2 separate regions of the Sus scrofa genome follow, and region 2 is linked to region 1. The links are chromatin contacts, called in public promoter capture Hi-C maps. All regions are on one chromosome and are shown on one strand. Each heading gives the region's core, a stretch centred on a gene start, on an enhancer-like site or on the middle of the called end of the contact. The rest is flanking DNA. Distances are from core to core; before and after follow the strand shown.

What was found. Promoter capture Hi-C pulls out the DNA fragments that hold promoters and counts their contacts.
Region 2: a contact with region 1 is called in a promoter capture Hi-C map of liver, with 5 times the contacts expected there. The contact joins the promoter of SLC9B1 here to the promoter of BDH2 in region 1. A contact is called at or near these places in 1 of 5 promoter capture datasets (liver) and 5 of 47 Hi-C or Micro-C datasets (embryonic fibroblasts, fetal heart ventricle, liver and 1 more).

The regions. Positions count from the first base shown.
Region 1 is chr8:117,966,751-117,974,103 of Sscrofa11.1, reverse strand. BDH2 (3-hydroxybutyrate dehydrogenase type 2) reads right to left here and starts at 4,191. Exons shown (of 10, transcript XM_003129285.5): 1 at 4,054-4,191; 2 at 704-783; 3 at 130-208. The coding sequence starts at 775.
Region 2 is chr8:118,047,796-118,054,779 of Sscrofa11.1, reverse strand. It overlaps SLC9B1 (sodium/hydrogen exchanger 9B1), which reads right to left and starts at 2,689. Exons shown (of 13, transcript XM_013989374.2): 1 at 2,147-2,689. SLC9B2 (mitochondrial sodium/hydrogen exchanger 9B2) reads right to left here. Exons shown (of 11, transcript XM_021100729.1): 11 at 5,350-6,984.

The DNA.
Region 1 (7,353 bases), core at 2,942-5,441:
GTAGGTTTGTAGAATCGGGCCAGTAGAATTGAACAGCTAAGGAATTTTTTTTCAACATGTCAGTACTACTAACACTTTATAATCCCTTGTAGACTCTGAATCGCAGGTTCAAGCTGTTGAGTTGCTTACCTGGGTAGTTTTCCAGTTCCTGAAGTTTGGACTCATTGATATCTGTGGCTATGACTTTGGCACCTTCTCTTGCAAAAGCCTGGTAGACACAATGCACAAATAAATCCTTTGTTTACTTGGTTAAACCACTCTCATGACTGAAAGTCATTTAGCCTTTCCCTCTTATCTTATTTTCATTGCCGTTTCCTTATAAAATACGTGGAATCTCAAATTTTCAAGTAAATTGATAGTCTCATAACTCTGGAGTTCTATATCTGAATGGACATAATTTCAGAAAGCTGTGCACTCCTGTAGGACCCCTGCAGTAAATGTATTATGGTGCAGAGAAACTGAGGCAGAGAGGTAAGTTTCTCAGAGTCCAAGTTGATTAGTGATGTCGCCTAATAAGCATGTCAAGTATATTCATTCCTTCATCTATGTGGGGTCAGGAGTCGCTACCTTCTTTTTTCAACTTAAGACAACAGACGCACAAAAGAAAAAAAAAAAAAAAAAGAGCGGATTAAATGACCATGGAATCTGTCCACACAATTCAATACCTCAAAAGTTAGCAAGAAAATAACAGGAGATAACTTACCAAGGCAGCTGCCCGGCCGATCCCCTGAGCAGCGGCTGTCAGGATGATGACCTTCCCATCAAGTCGACCCATAATTGAACCTGTGGTTTAACACGAAGGTGTGTTATTAATGGCTTTTACTGTAGGCATGGCCGTGTGCAGTAACATCTAGAAGGACGAGTTCAATGCCCTCCTTTAAGAACCCAAAGACAGTACTGCTGTACAAATATTTCCACCACTTGAGAATATTCCCATCATTCTCCGAGAATGCCTTCTTTCAGTGCTAGCTTTGCTATGAAAAACCCACTGTAGGGCTAACTGGTGACAGACAGACATCAGCCTCTAATCCCCTGTTAGACTCCTTCAGTTCCCCAAGAGGACAGCCTCTGGTGCCGAGAGAGCAGGAGTGGAGTCCTTCCTTCCGCCCTAGAGGGACTCCATTCCTGCACACACTGATACACGGTCGTGCCCCGATGTGTCCTGACTGTCTGGGGCTGCTGCTTCCGTCTTCTCTTGGAAACTTTGTTGGGGTTTGCACTATTAATTGTCTGTGTTTTTTCATAACCCTTGGGAAGATTTCACAGTTGTCCTCAGAAAATCATTAAAAAAAAAAAAAAAGAGTTGGAAAGTCAGACCATGTCCAATGCCCCCATTTTACAGATGAGAGAACTGATGTGAATTGCCCACGGTACAGGACTGGTCAACCAGCCGAGCCAGAAACTAAACTCAGGCCTCCTGACTCTTGCTGTGTGAACATTCCACTCGCCAACACTGTTGATCTTCTTTAAAGTTGAAGCATTCGGTAGGAACACTTCAACAGACACAATCAGTAATTTTTAAAGCGAGGACTGAGAAATTCTGACATGGGGGAAATGTGATGTGCAGGAGATATTTGGCCAGCATTTGGATTGTAGATTCAGGGTGAGAGGAATGGCTAGTGACGAGGAAAAGTGAAGAGTCAAATGATGGTCAAATGAGGCTGTCTGCAAGGAACCAGGTCCCTTCTCTCACCCTTTGGTTCTTAGTGTGTCTCTGACCACACACCAGGCAGAAAATGGCTGCTATGTCCAATCAGATCTGTGTTCCAGGCAAAAAGAAGGAAAGGAGCAAAGGCCAAAAGTCTTGCGGAGGCCTCGCCTTTCTATTGAAGAAGGAAGCCCTTCTTAGAAATTCCAGCCTATGTTCATTGGTCAGCTCTGGCAGCAGAGGCTAAGAGTAGGAGTTTTGTTCATGTACAAAATAACCTCCACAGTCTGCTCAGTTACCTGCCTGATAAAGTACAGGTAGCTAGCAGCCTTGCCTGGATGGCTCTTGTGATTCAGTCACATCTTTTGAACTTATCTCTCTGCTCTCTTTGGCCAAACTTGACTTTGCCCTACCCAGTGTGCTCTGGCTTTCAAGCTCTCCAGGCTGAGAGCTAGTTACTCCTCTGTGCAATGGGCACGAAAGGATTTATGGAAAGAGCATGACACGATCAGGTGTACATTCTAGAAAGCTCACGTGGAGAACAGTCTAGGGACGGAGCCAGCAGGTGTGAGCAGGGAGGTTTCCTTCCAAGCTCTGGGCTTCAGTAGCGCAGAGATTGGTGGAGAAACAGCAAGTATGGAGAGCAGGGGTGGAGGGGGACTGTTTAAGAGATGACACAGGGCTTGGTCACCAGCGCACTAACCTCAAAGAGATAATGTGTTTTGCCCAGAGTTTCACGGCTGTGAATTCATACTGAGGCCTCTTGATTGTGGGTTCGAGCGAGAAGACCTGCGGTCCTGGTGTTCCTCTTGCGGTCCTCGCACACCCAGCGGAACTCTCTAAACCCCACGCGGCACCAGGAGCCTGTAGAACAGGGACCCGGTAACCGACCAGGAGGCCGGCGCTGCGCTCTCAAACCCATCGCTGAGTTTGTGCCGAGGCTACTTCCCCCTGGTCATTTCCAGTTGGTGTCGGAGAGCGGCCTCAATACTAAGCCAGACCTATTTCTGGGACACACCGAGTCCCTCCCGCCGGCCTCATGGACCCTCCCAGAAACTGCAGGACCCCGCAGGATGCGCCCATCAGCCCAGCCCGGCGTCCCACGCTCCTTCCTTTGCCGGCCCACTGCCCTCGTGGTTCATCGGCGCTCCGAGCCTTATCTGGTTCCCTCATTTTCTCTCACCCCACATTTCCCCTAATAAAACCCAGGCGTGTTTAACTCTGTCTTGGAGTCAGCTTCTCAGAGGGCCCCGGACTAACAATGCGTCCCAGAACTGACTCCAGCGACGAGTTTACGACTTCACCGATGTTCTTGTGTTGACGGGGAAGCTGGTCTTTCACAGTGCCTGACCTACTCTGATGAAATGAATTTTTACTTTTTTTTTTTCCCATATACGAGTATATATTTTCACTTAAAACAGGGTAAGCATTGAGAAATGTATTCAATAACTTAGGAAGTAAGAGACCCCCCCCCATTAATCTTCCCTCCCCCAATCTTGAGTATGTTGTATTAAAAAGTTATTTTACGCTACTGTTATTAGTGACTTTTGGCCCATGGCACTGTGGAGGCAAATGCCAAAGGTTTCCCTGGGAATCTTTGACACCCTGAGAAGCACTTACTAAACAACTGCTGAAGCAAAGAGCAGTCCTTTTACTCACTCTGAAAACCTCCCCCTAGCTGTCCTCTCTGTCTTTCTGGGACCAGATTTTGGAGCCAAAGCCTTACTACTAGATAAAACTGCAGAATCACACTAAAATGGATTTACTTGAAAAAACGAGTGCAATCATTTGGTGAGATGAGGAAACTTTCAGTAAATACAATGTGAAAACCAGACAAGATAGACTTCTTACTCTAAATTTTGGAATCAAAGTGTTATTTTTTTATTTTTTTTTTTGCTTTTTTAGGGCCGCACCTGTGACATATGGAGGTTCCAGGCTAGGGGATGAATCAGAGCTACAGCCGCCAGCCTATACCACAGCCACAGCAATCCCAGATCCAAACTGAGTCTGCTACCTACACCACAGCTCATAGCAATGCCGGATCCTTAACCCACTGATTGAGGCCAGGGATCGAACCTGCAACCTCATGGTTCTTAGTCGGATTCGTTTCTGTTGCACCTTGACCGTAACTCCCAAGGTGTTAATTTTTGATTAGCAGAGACACAAACAGAGTTTTCAGAAACTCTATCTTCATTAGCCAGGAAAAAAACCCCCATTTACAGACACTATAAAATCCTCTCTTCTTTGGCAACTCTGAGTTTCAAACCTGTTAAAAACCCATCCCTATCCTGATTCTTACTAAAATTATCTTGAAAAGTAATGCGCAGAACAAAGTAATAGATATCTGACAATTAAACCTCTTCTTTTCCCAGTTCCAAGTTTCACTTAAAACATAAATATCTTACTTTAGAGCGGCAAAGTGATGGCGTCCTCCAAATCACACTGCACTGCGCACAACAAACTTAAGACCTTTGTGCAGAAGGAAGTCATGTACCCAATAATGCATCCTGGGATTTGTAGTTAAGACTGCTCCAGTTTTTAGAAAAGGGCACGCACATGCACATACTTTATATGTTATATGCTGCCATCTAGTGGGGCTAAGGTAGAACTGTTAACTCCAAGTACTTAGTGAAAAGTGGAAAAGCATCTTATTGCTCTCTTAGAATGTGGAAATCATTTTCTTCACCAAATTTACCTAAACCCTTCTCTTTTATTTGCAATGACTATATGCAGCTCTGGGGACATTCACGATTGGACGAGCCAGACATTTCATGTGGAAGTTAGCAACAAAACAGAAAGAATCTGGGTCATCGAAGGTACTGGAGCTTTTCTTCCTGGCCCTTGACCTGGATTGTTTTGAGGGACGGAAACAAAAATCCTCGTGTGTTTTTAAGATATGGTTATTTTGTCATACACAGTCTGACACTAATACATATTTAGTGGCAGAATGCAGGCATCCTGGGTGTACCATGTGGGGTATATCTAGGAAACTTCAAAGTACCTGTTGAGTAAGGGCAAAAAAATCAAGTTTGACTCTAAGAGAACAAGAAATATCAGAATGAAAAGGACGAACTGGATCATGTGAACCTTCTCTATGAGGCTTAGTAACTCATACTTCATCAAGTGTGTAATTGAGCCCAGTGATTGTTCAGGCTCTTTTGTGCATGTGCTATTTAAGTAGGCCCACTCAGCACCCACCCACCTCTCTCTACCCTGCCTTTTATTTTGTAAAGCCTGGGAAAAAAACTCTCAAATTCCTAGCCTTCTTTGCTGCTAGAGCTGGCCAATGAAATGTGGGCTGAAATCTCAGAGGGCTTCTCTCTTGGATAGAAAGGTAAGGCTTCTCTGAAAGGCTTTTGACTTTGACCTTACCTTCTTTTCCTGTGTAAGGCAATACAAGGCCTAGGGACATGGCAGCCGTGTTGTGACTTTGGTGTGAGGTCAGAAGCATACATTAAAGACAACAGGGTGAGAGAAAGCACAGGGTTCCTTGAAGACAGCTCCAAGATAACAGCCTTAGGCTAACTCCTCTGGACTTCTTATATGTGAAAAACAAACTTTAGATCATATTTTTGTTCTTGGAGCTAAGAGTATTTATAATGATCACAGTGGCTCAGAACAAAGACTGTGGAGTCAAAACTGTGCTACTTTCCCTCACTAGCTAAGTAAATCACTTAACTCTACAAACCTCAGTTTTCTCATCTGTAAAATAATTACAGCACCTACCTCAGGGATATTGTGAGGAGGAAGGACTTGGCATGTTAAACCATCAGCACAATGTTACTTGTACTTAGTAAATGTTAATTGTGATTAACAAACATTAAAAATCAATTATAATAGATGGCAAATATCACCCTTAATTTTTTAAAACTCTAACCTAGTTTCTGCATATTTCTTTGGTAATTGAACCTCCTTTTCTCACTGTAGTTTCTAGTGTTGAGTCTAATTATCTGTAACCACATAACCTCCTTGCTTTATTATCAATGCCTTTTCTTTGACTTTTGAGGGTTTTTGGAATAGATATTTTATGAACACAAGAGTTCTCTTATCAAGGCCAACTCTGATTCTTTTTTTTTTTTTTGTCTTTTGTTGTTGTTGTTGCTATTTTTTGGGCCGCTCCCGCGGCATATGGCGGTTCCCAGGCTAGGGGTTGAATCGGAGCTGTAGCCACCGGCCTAGCCAGGGCAGCAACGCGGGATCCGAGCCACGTCTGCAACCTACACAACAGCTCACGGCAACGCCGGATCGTTAACCGACTGAGCAAGGGCAGGGACCGAACCCGCAACCTCATGGTTCCTAGTCGGATTCGTTAACCACTGTGCCATGACGGGAACTCCTGATTCTTTTTTCTTGATGCAACTTTCTCCAGCCTCCCTTCATTCACTGATCTTCTAATGCTTATTCTATAACAGATGCCTAAGTCACAAGGTATTACAAATATTTACTTAACCATCTGTATTGTCAGTGGGCTAAATTTTCTCAAGGCTATGGACTGTTTTCATCCTTATGTTGTGATCAGCTCACATTAAAAGTACATGAGCTATCATTCCTTCACAACCAGGCATCACAATATTGAAACTCAGGTTGTAAGAGTTAGGCAACATCCCCAGGGGGATGTCAATGAGGTGGAGGACTAGGAAGTGCCCTGACAGAGACACTGACTTAACAAGTGTAGGAGTTCCCACTGTGGCACAGTGGGTTAAGAATCTGACTGCAGTGGCTTGGGTCACTAGGGAGGCACGGGTTCGACCCCCTGGCCTGGCACAGTGGGTTAAAGGATCTGGCACTGCTGCAATTACAGCACAAATCACAGCTCCTGGGACTTCCATATGCCAGGGGTGGGCCATAATAAGAACAAACAGAAAAAACAACTAATATATGGACCACAACACTTTTGTGAGTACTTTAGAAGCAAATTAAGAAGTTTCAGCACCCTGGGCAAAGCTGAGAACAGTCATGCCCCTCCCCTGGGCTAGCAGAGCTTTGTCCCTAGCTCAGTTTCCCCATCATGAAGAGTAGGAGGAAAGAGAATGGAAAATTCTCCCAGGTTCCAACTTTTTGAGAGCTGCCCGAGTGACTGGTTCCTCTTTGCCGGATTTGGAGTGCTGATGGAACTGGCATTGGTTTGGCACCCGAGGGTCTGCAGTGCCCCAGACATAGGCTGGTGTGGCTCTGCACAATCAGGGGAAGGTGCCCAACTTGAAGCTTCATCCTTGGGAGGGAGGAAGAAGTGTGTGCATCTGGTGTTCCAGCTTTCTGGATGGCTGCCCAAATGACTGGTTTGTGTCTTGCCTGACTTGGCCTGTTGATGTACTTTGGGTGCCTGGGGGACAATGAGAAAAAAGGACAGTGGGGTGGCTTCCTCCTCTAGCACCAAAGAACCTGCAGTACTGCAGATGGACACCAGAGGGAGAAAGAGATCATGAGTGCCTGAAAAAGAAAATGGCAACCCTCTCTAGCAAATCACACACACAAGCCCAGAGTTGTGTCCCTCCAGAAAAGTTCCAGAGGCCCCCAGAATCTATAAATGGGCTGATCGGTGCAGGTCTTCCCTTGTCAAAGCTAGAGGAGGTGGCTGTTTTTTCAAATGCATAGAACTCAGCCAAAAATCAGAAGGCACACAGAGAAGCATGGCCCATTCAATGGAATGAAATTAATTTCCAGAAACCAACTCCAAGGAAGTGATCTAAGAATAACCCGACAAA
Region 2 (6,984 bases), core at 1,440-3,939, 82 kb before region 1:
GCATATCAAACTTAAGGTGAACAAAAAAAAAAATACTCCCCCCTCTATACATTTCTTATCTAGTCTTTTCCATTCAGTAAATGGCACAACCATCCACTAAAGCTAAGACAAAAACCTAGGAGCTTCTCTCTTTTTCTCACCCCTATATTTAAAACATCTCCAAGTTGCTAGGGCCTGCCACCAAATATATATCACATCCATCCATGTTTACATCACTGCAGCCAAAATTGTGGTCATTCTTTCCTGGATTCCTCCAAGTGTCTTCTGCTACTAATCTTGCTTTCCACCCCTTTTAACCCATTCACCACATAACACGTGGAATGAACCTTTTTACAATAAATCAAATTATATTACTCCCTTCCAAAACACTTCCTACTGGCTTCTCATCACACTTTAAATAAATTCCAAACTTATCCCATGGGTAGATCTCCACAGTAGATTCAAAGCCCAACATGCTTTGGCCCCTACCTATCTCTCCAAACTCATCTTATACCACTTTCTCTGCATTCCAGTGATGGTGTTTTTGATGGTCTTTTAAAAAATCAAGTTCTTTCCTCTCTTGGGCTTTTACAACAGAAGTTTCCTTTACCTGCAATGCTTTGATCCCAAATATTTCCATGGTTGGCTTTTTTATATCACTGGGGTCTCAGCAGAAATGTCAGCTCTTCGGAGAGGCATTCCCTAATCAATCTAAAGTAACCCCTCCCTCAGTTCCTCTCACTTCATACTGTTTTACGTCTTCACTGCACTCACCACTATCCAAAATCTCCTTGTTCATATATCGTTTACCTGTTTATTTTCTGTCTTTGCTACAACTTAAGCTCCATGAGAACAGGGATTTTGCCCGTCTATTTTAACCACTGCATTCACAATGCCTGGCAAAACAGCAGATTCCCTAAAAATACTTGATGAGTTCCTGTCCCTGACCAAGCCACTCACCGTCTCCAACTCACAGCTGTGGGCTTACTATTGCTCGACTTAGTTCTGAGTATAGACAATACAAAAGCGAATAAGGCATGGCTCCTTAAATTCTCATCCATTTATTCTTTCAATAAATATTTTCTGAACTTATATTGTACTATCTTCCAGCCACTGCTCAATATCAGTGTTTAGTTCCCTCGTCAGTAAAATGGTGTTCTGTTAACCAACTCGATCTTACAGGGTGTATAAACAAGACGATATGAAAATATACAAAATGGGAAGTGCTATAAAAATGTTACTTTATAAATTGCTATTACTGCTCCTGCCTCTTTCCTTTTGTCTGGTACTGGGCAGGAGCTTAAGAGAGTCAACTGACAAAAGTCAACAGTATAATAAATTCTAGTACTCAAGGGAGGTAATAAATAGGAATACCCTTTCTGTAGTCACATGGTGACTAAAAAGTCGGGTGCACGAATTCTTTATCTGTGATAGTAATAGGTGTTAATTTCCCACACCTCCGTTGCACAAATAACAATACCACTGATCCCTATTAACGTTAGGGAGTGGGGTGTGACCTCTTTTGGTGCCACCCAAGCCAATCATCCCCCTCCAATACCCCATCTGATTTTTCATCGACTATAGGACACACACCGAGCGGCGTCAGTGACCAGGTTTGGGCCTGTACAACTCTTATAAGGGCTCCTGAATGATAAGCCTGACACATGGTACCTGTACAACTGTCCTCGACCCTTCGAAAGCACCAATCTAAAGCGCTTGTCCACCGTGATAAAGCTGAAAGAAATAGGCGAGGCGAGAGCCCTGTGAGGAGGCAGGTGAGCCTTCCCAGGATCAATCCTGGAACCCATCTCCAACCACCGGAGCTCACGAAGTTTCATGTGTAGATATTTACCGGTTAATATCGGCACCGGTGAATGTCTGCGGTTAATAAAACTAACTTTTCACTCAGTCTTTTCTGACCTCTTCCTTCTTCCTTGCGAATGCCGGGAAAATGAGAGAAAGAAACGGAGGAGGAAGGGAGAGACTAAAGAAGAGAGATGTGGGGTGAGGGAGGAGAGAACCCAGTCAGGGAGAGGGAGAAAAAGATCTGTGGCTGGTTCCCCAGCGCCGGGTAAAGGGGCAGATGGACGCGCCTCTGAACTAACGGAGGAAAAGGCTGCGGGACTTGGGCCCAAGGTGAGAGTACAGAAAACTGGGCCATACCTACCACTCCTTCGGCATCCTCCACGACCCCGGGCGCGGCCCTTACGCCCAGCAACCGCCGCGAAAATCTCGAGCAGCTCTGGAGCAAACGCCGCCGGACCTCGGAGCGCGCGGTGGGCAGCTCGGACGCCGGCGTCTGGGCGGGGCCGGGAGAGGGGCGTGGCCGGGCGAGGGGCGGGGCTAATAGCAACGGGGCGGAGCTGGAGGGGCGGGGCTGACGCGTTTAATTGGTCGTGGTCCGCCCCCATCTGGGAAGCTAGAGGGCACTATGGTTCACTGGGTCCGCCTGGTGTTGTTTTCAGTCTCTTCAGCCCTTTTCTTTCCGTATCTCTTCTGAATATTGATCAACTGTAGACCAATATTGTTGTAGGAGTCCAGGGATACAGTCGACCCCTGTAACGTCAAAACTCACGTCATGTTGCTCCTTAAATCGTCTTAAATTTAGTGCAGTCTTGGGAATTCCCAGGTGTGGCTCAGCAGGTTACCAACAGGGCTAGTATCCATGGGGATGCTGGTTGGATCCCTGGCCTCCCATAGTGGGTTAACATCTGGTGTTGCTGTGAGCTGTGGTGTAGGTCGCAGACGTGGCTTTCGGGGTCCATGGTGCTGTGGCTGTGGCATAGGCCTGCTGATTCAAGCCCTAGCCTGGGAACTTCCATATGCCACAGGTGTGGCCCTAATAAGCAAAAAGACAAATCAAAACAAAATTAATGCAGTCTTAACAGAGCTTGGCGTTTGGGGTCACGACTGAGTTAAAGTTTAGCACTGCCACTTTATAGCTATGGGACCACATAATCTACCCAAGCTTCGGTTTTCTTATCTGTAAAGGATGTGGTGGTGTTGTGAGACTAAAAGAACTGATGCGTGGCAAGTGTCTGGAACAGGACTTGATACAAAGTAAACACTCAATATCCTGTTATCACTATAAACCTTTTTTTTTTTTTCCCTCGCACGAAATCTTAGGTGGAACCTTTCATATGAAACAAAGGAAAGCAGAGTTGCTCTTTTAAAGATGGTCCCAGAAGCTTTGGGTTCTCATTCCCATAGGTGGTCTTCAAGTTTCCTCTAATGGAATCCCCAAGCTTGCTAAAACAGATGAAAACAACTGTTATTGGAGAAAGTCCAAACTTAGAAAGTCAAACTGACCTTTTCTATTTTTTTCTCCTGATACTCCAAACAACCTCTTCTCCTGCACACACTGTATTCCTCCTTGCCTTCATGTTTTTTCTAAAGTCATTCTATCGGGAGCGGGAGTGCTCCTTTTCTCCTTATTTATCATTTAAGATATGACTCAAATTACAACTCTTTCTTGGGTGACTGAATAAGAGATTCTTTTTTTTAATTTAATTTAATTTAATTTTATTTATTATTATTTTTTTTGGTCTTTTTTTTTTTTGCTATTTCCTTGGGGCGCTCCCGCGGCATATAGAGGTTCCCAGGCTAGGGGTCAAATTGGAGCTGTAGCCACTGGCCTACGCCAGAGCCACAGCAACACAGGATCCGAGCCGCGTCTGCGACCTACACCACAGCTCACAGCAATGCCGGATCGTTAACCCATTGAGCAAGGGCAGGGACCGAACCCGCAACCTCATGGTTCCTAGTCGGATTCATTAACCACTGCGCCACGAAGGGAACTCCAAGAGATTCTTTTTTACTGTAACCTCCTCCTACCTTCAGCATGGTGTAGACAGCTCAGAAAGGACTGAGTCATTTTCTCTCTTGTTTTAGGAAAGCTCACAGTTTTTTGTGATTACAGGGTTAAGGAAATGCTTTGTTCTCATGGTAGGTAAGGAAAAAACAAGTAGATCCCCAAGGATACTGGGAAGAAGGACCTTTGAGAGGAGTCTGACGGCCTCCAGGGCTCTGCTCTGTGCCCCATATGCAATACAGTGCTGGAGGTCAAATCCTTTCCTTTTAAGGAAAATGGAGGGCACATTAACAAACATGAGTTTTGGAATTCTGACCAGGTCAGAGGGCTTGGGCCATATTTAATTTAGAGTAGTCAACTGAAACATGTGCTATTACTTGCTCCCAAAATGGCATGAAGCAATTTCCATTTGTTAAACAGGACTAAATTATTCATATAGAACATTCATACAGAAATATGGTGTTCTGAAACATTTAAAAATAATGTCCACTGATTTAAAGACAATATGGTGCAAATGTAATAATAATCACTTGAAAAACATCTAGAGAAACATCCAAAGCCTCTTTTCTGGTAAAAAAAAAATAAAAAATAAGTTAAAATAATTAAATTGGTAATATTTGTAAATGCCATTAAAAGCAAAAACTTTTGAGGAGCAAAGAGAACCTTTTCATGAGAGCAGTTTTCACCAAGTGATATGAAAGTAGATTCAAAAATATTTTCTTTTTCTTTTTTTTTTTTTTAATCTTTTTTAGCTATTTCTTGGGCCACTCCTACGCCATGTGGAGATTCCCAGGCTAGGGGTCGAATCGGAGCTGTAGCTGCCAGCCTATGCCAGAGCCACAGCAACGCGGGATCCGAGCCGCATCTGCAACCTACACCACAGCTCACGGCAACGCCGGATCCTTAACCCACTGAGCGAGGCCAGGGACCAAACCCGCAACCTCATGGTTCCTAGTCGTATTCGTTAACCACTGTGCCACGACGGGAACTCCCCCCAAAATATTTTCTATATAAATGGTTCTGTACTTCTGAAATAATTTCAATAAAAGTAGAACTTTGGCCAGTGATCTATTTGGTATGATTTAAGTGCCAACTTTAACAGTCCAACCTATCACTAATTCTCTTTATCAACTTTAAATGCCAGGCTTTACTGTACTCCATGCTTCATTTTCAAACTTTGCTAATATGCCAGCCCTCCATCTAGCTGTTCCCTTCTTCACCTCCCTAATATCGACTCAACAATCCAAATCATATCCACTCTTCAAGTCTCACTTCCTTCAAGAAGTTCTCACTGACAACAGTTTTGAATCATGTATTTAGATTACAGATATTTGTACATATTTTATTTCCTTGTAAGGTTCTTGAAAGCAAGTATCATGTCTTATTCATATTTGTATTCCCATCAGTCCCTCTCCCACTAGAATTCAAGTTCCACCAAACAGAATCTCTGAATATCTTTTTCATCACTGTACTTCCCAGCACCCAGCATAACTGGCACATAGTAGGCAAGTTACAAGTATATTTAGAGTGAGTGAATGAATGGATTTTAGAACATAAGCTCCATAAAGGCAGATATTTGTCTGTTTTATTCATTGCAAAATGAATATTTGAGTGTTTACAGAAGAATAAATCATATTTTGGAAGACTAAGCATTCATTATATACAATAAAAATTATTCAATCTATTTATCTTCACAGAAGTCAAATATAAAGTATTTATGTTGCCTTTCACCCAACTAATTCAGTGGATGATATATCTTTCTGAAAATAAGCTGTCTCCCAGAACTGCAAGAGTAAAATTTAAAAGAATCAAATAAAATGGATGTTTACATTAAAAGCAATTTGTTTTCTTTCTTGTACTTTTGTGTTCTAAATTTTCTGCAATGAAAATGTATTTTTTTGTAATCAGACAAAAATAATCAATACTATCTTTAAAGAAACTATGAGATCATTTGCAAACATAACTGAGGACATTTTAGCGATACTCAAATCCAATCAAGTTATATGGAGTTAATACCCGAGAGAAAAACACTGGAATGTGAAACGAAAGAGTTGAAACCTAATCAGTCTGCCTAAAAACAAACTCCTCAGTGGGGAGATGGATGGCACTGACTCTAGGAAAAAAAGGGTATTGAAGAACATGAATTGACACTGTTTAGCCCTGTCCTTGGAAGTATGACACGCTTGCTGTGAACTAAATTGTGTCCTACCTGCGCTCACCGCCAATTTCATAGGTTGAAGCCAAAACTCCCAACGTGATGATATTTGGAAATTTACCTTTGAGAGGTAATTAGATTAGATGAGGTCATGAAGCTACCCTCACGGTGGACTGGTAATTTTTTTTTTTAAGGGCCACACAAGCATATGAAGTTTCCAGGCTAGGGGTTGAGTCGGGAGTTGTTGCCAGCCTACACCACAGCTACAGCAATGCCAGATCCGAGCCAGCTTGTGGCCACGTGGGATCTTTAACCCACTGAGTGAGGCCAGGGATTGAACCTGCATCCTCACGGACACTGTGTTGGCTTCTTAACCTGCTGGGCCACAACGGGAACTCTGGATTGGTAATGTTTTAAGAAAAGACACCAGAGAGCTTGCATATGTTCCTCCATCCCCATTTCCTCCCCCACTTTGTGAGGACAGAGTGCGAAGGAGGCTACCAGCACACTAGAAAGACAGCCCTCATCAGCGCCCAATCATGCTGGCAACCCTCATGCCTGACTTCCAGCCTCCAGAACTATGAGAAGGTGAATATCTGTTGTTTAAGCCACTCAATCTATGGTACATTGTGGTAGGAGCCCGAGGAGACCAAGATAGATTAAACTGACCAAGATCTAAACTGTTGTGGGACAGGTAGTTTTCTGACACTGGAAGAGAATCTCCTCACTGTTTCAGTGGATAAACATTTATTAAGTGTCCACGGTGCTCCATGCCCTGCGCATAGTGCTAAGGATTCAAAGGTAACTAAGATATGGCTCCCACTCCTCAGGGGTTAATTTAATAGGAGACAAACATACAAACAAACTGAAAAAGGCACTGTAAGTATCTGACAGACGTATGTATAAGGTACTACATCCTTCTTTCAGGCACCTGGAGGTTAGGGTAGTGGATTCTATCGCTGGTTGGGGTGGGCTAAGTTTGGTTGGCCTGTCATCCCTCCGCATCGTTAACTCTGAGATTACCAACCAAGACAACAGC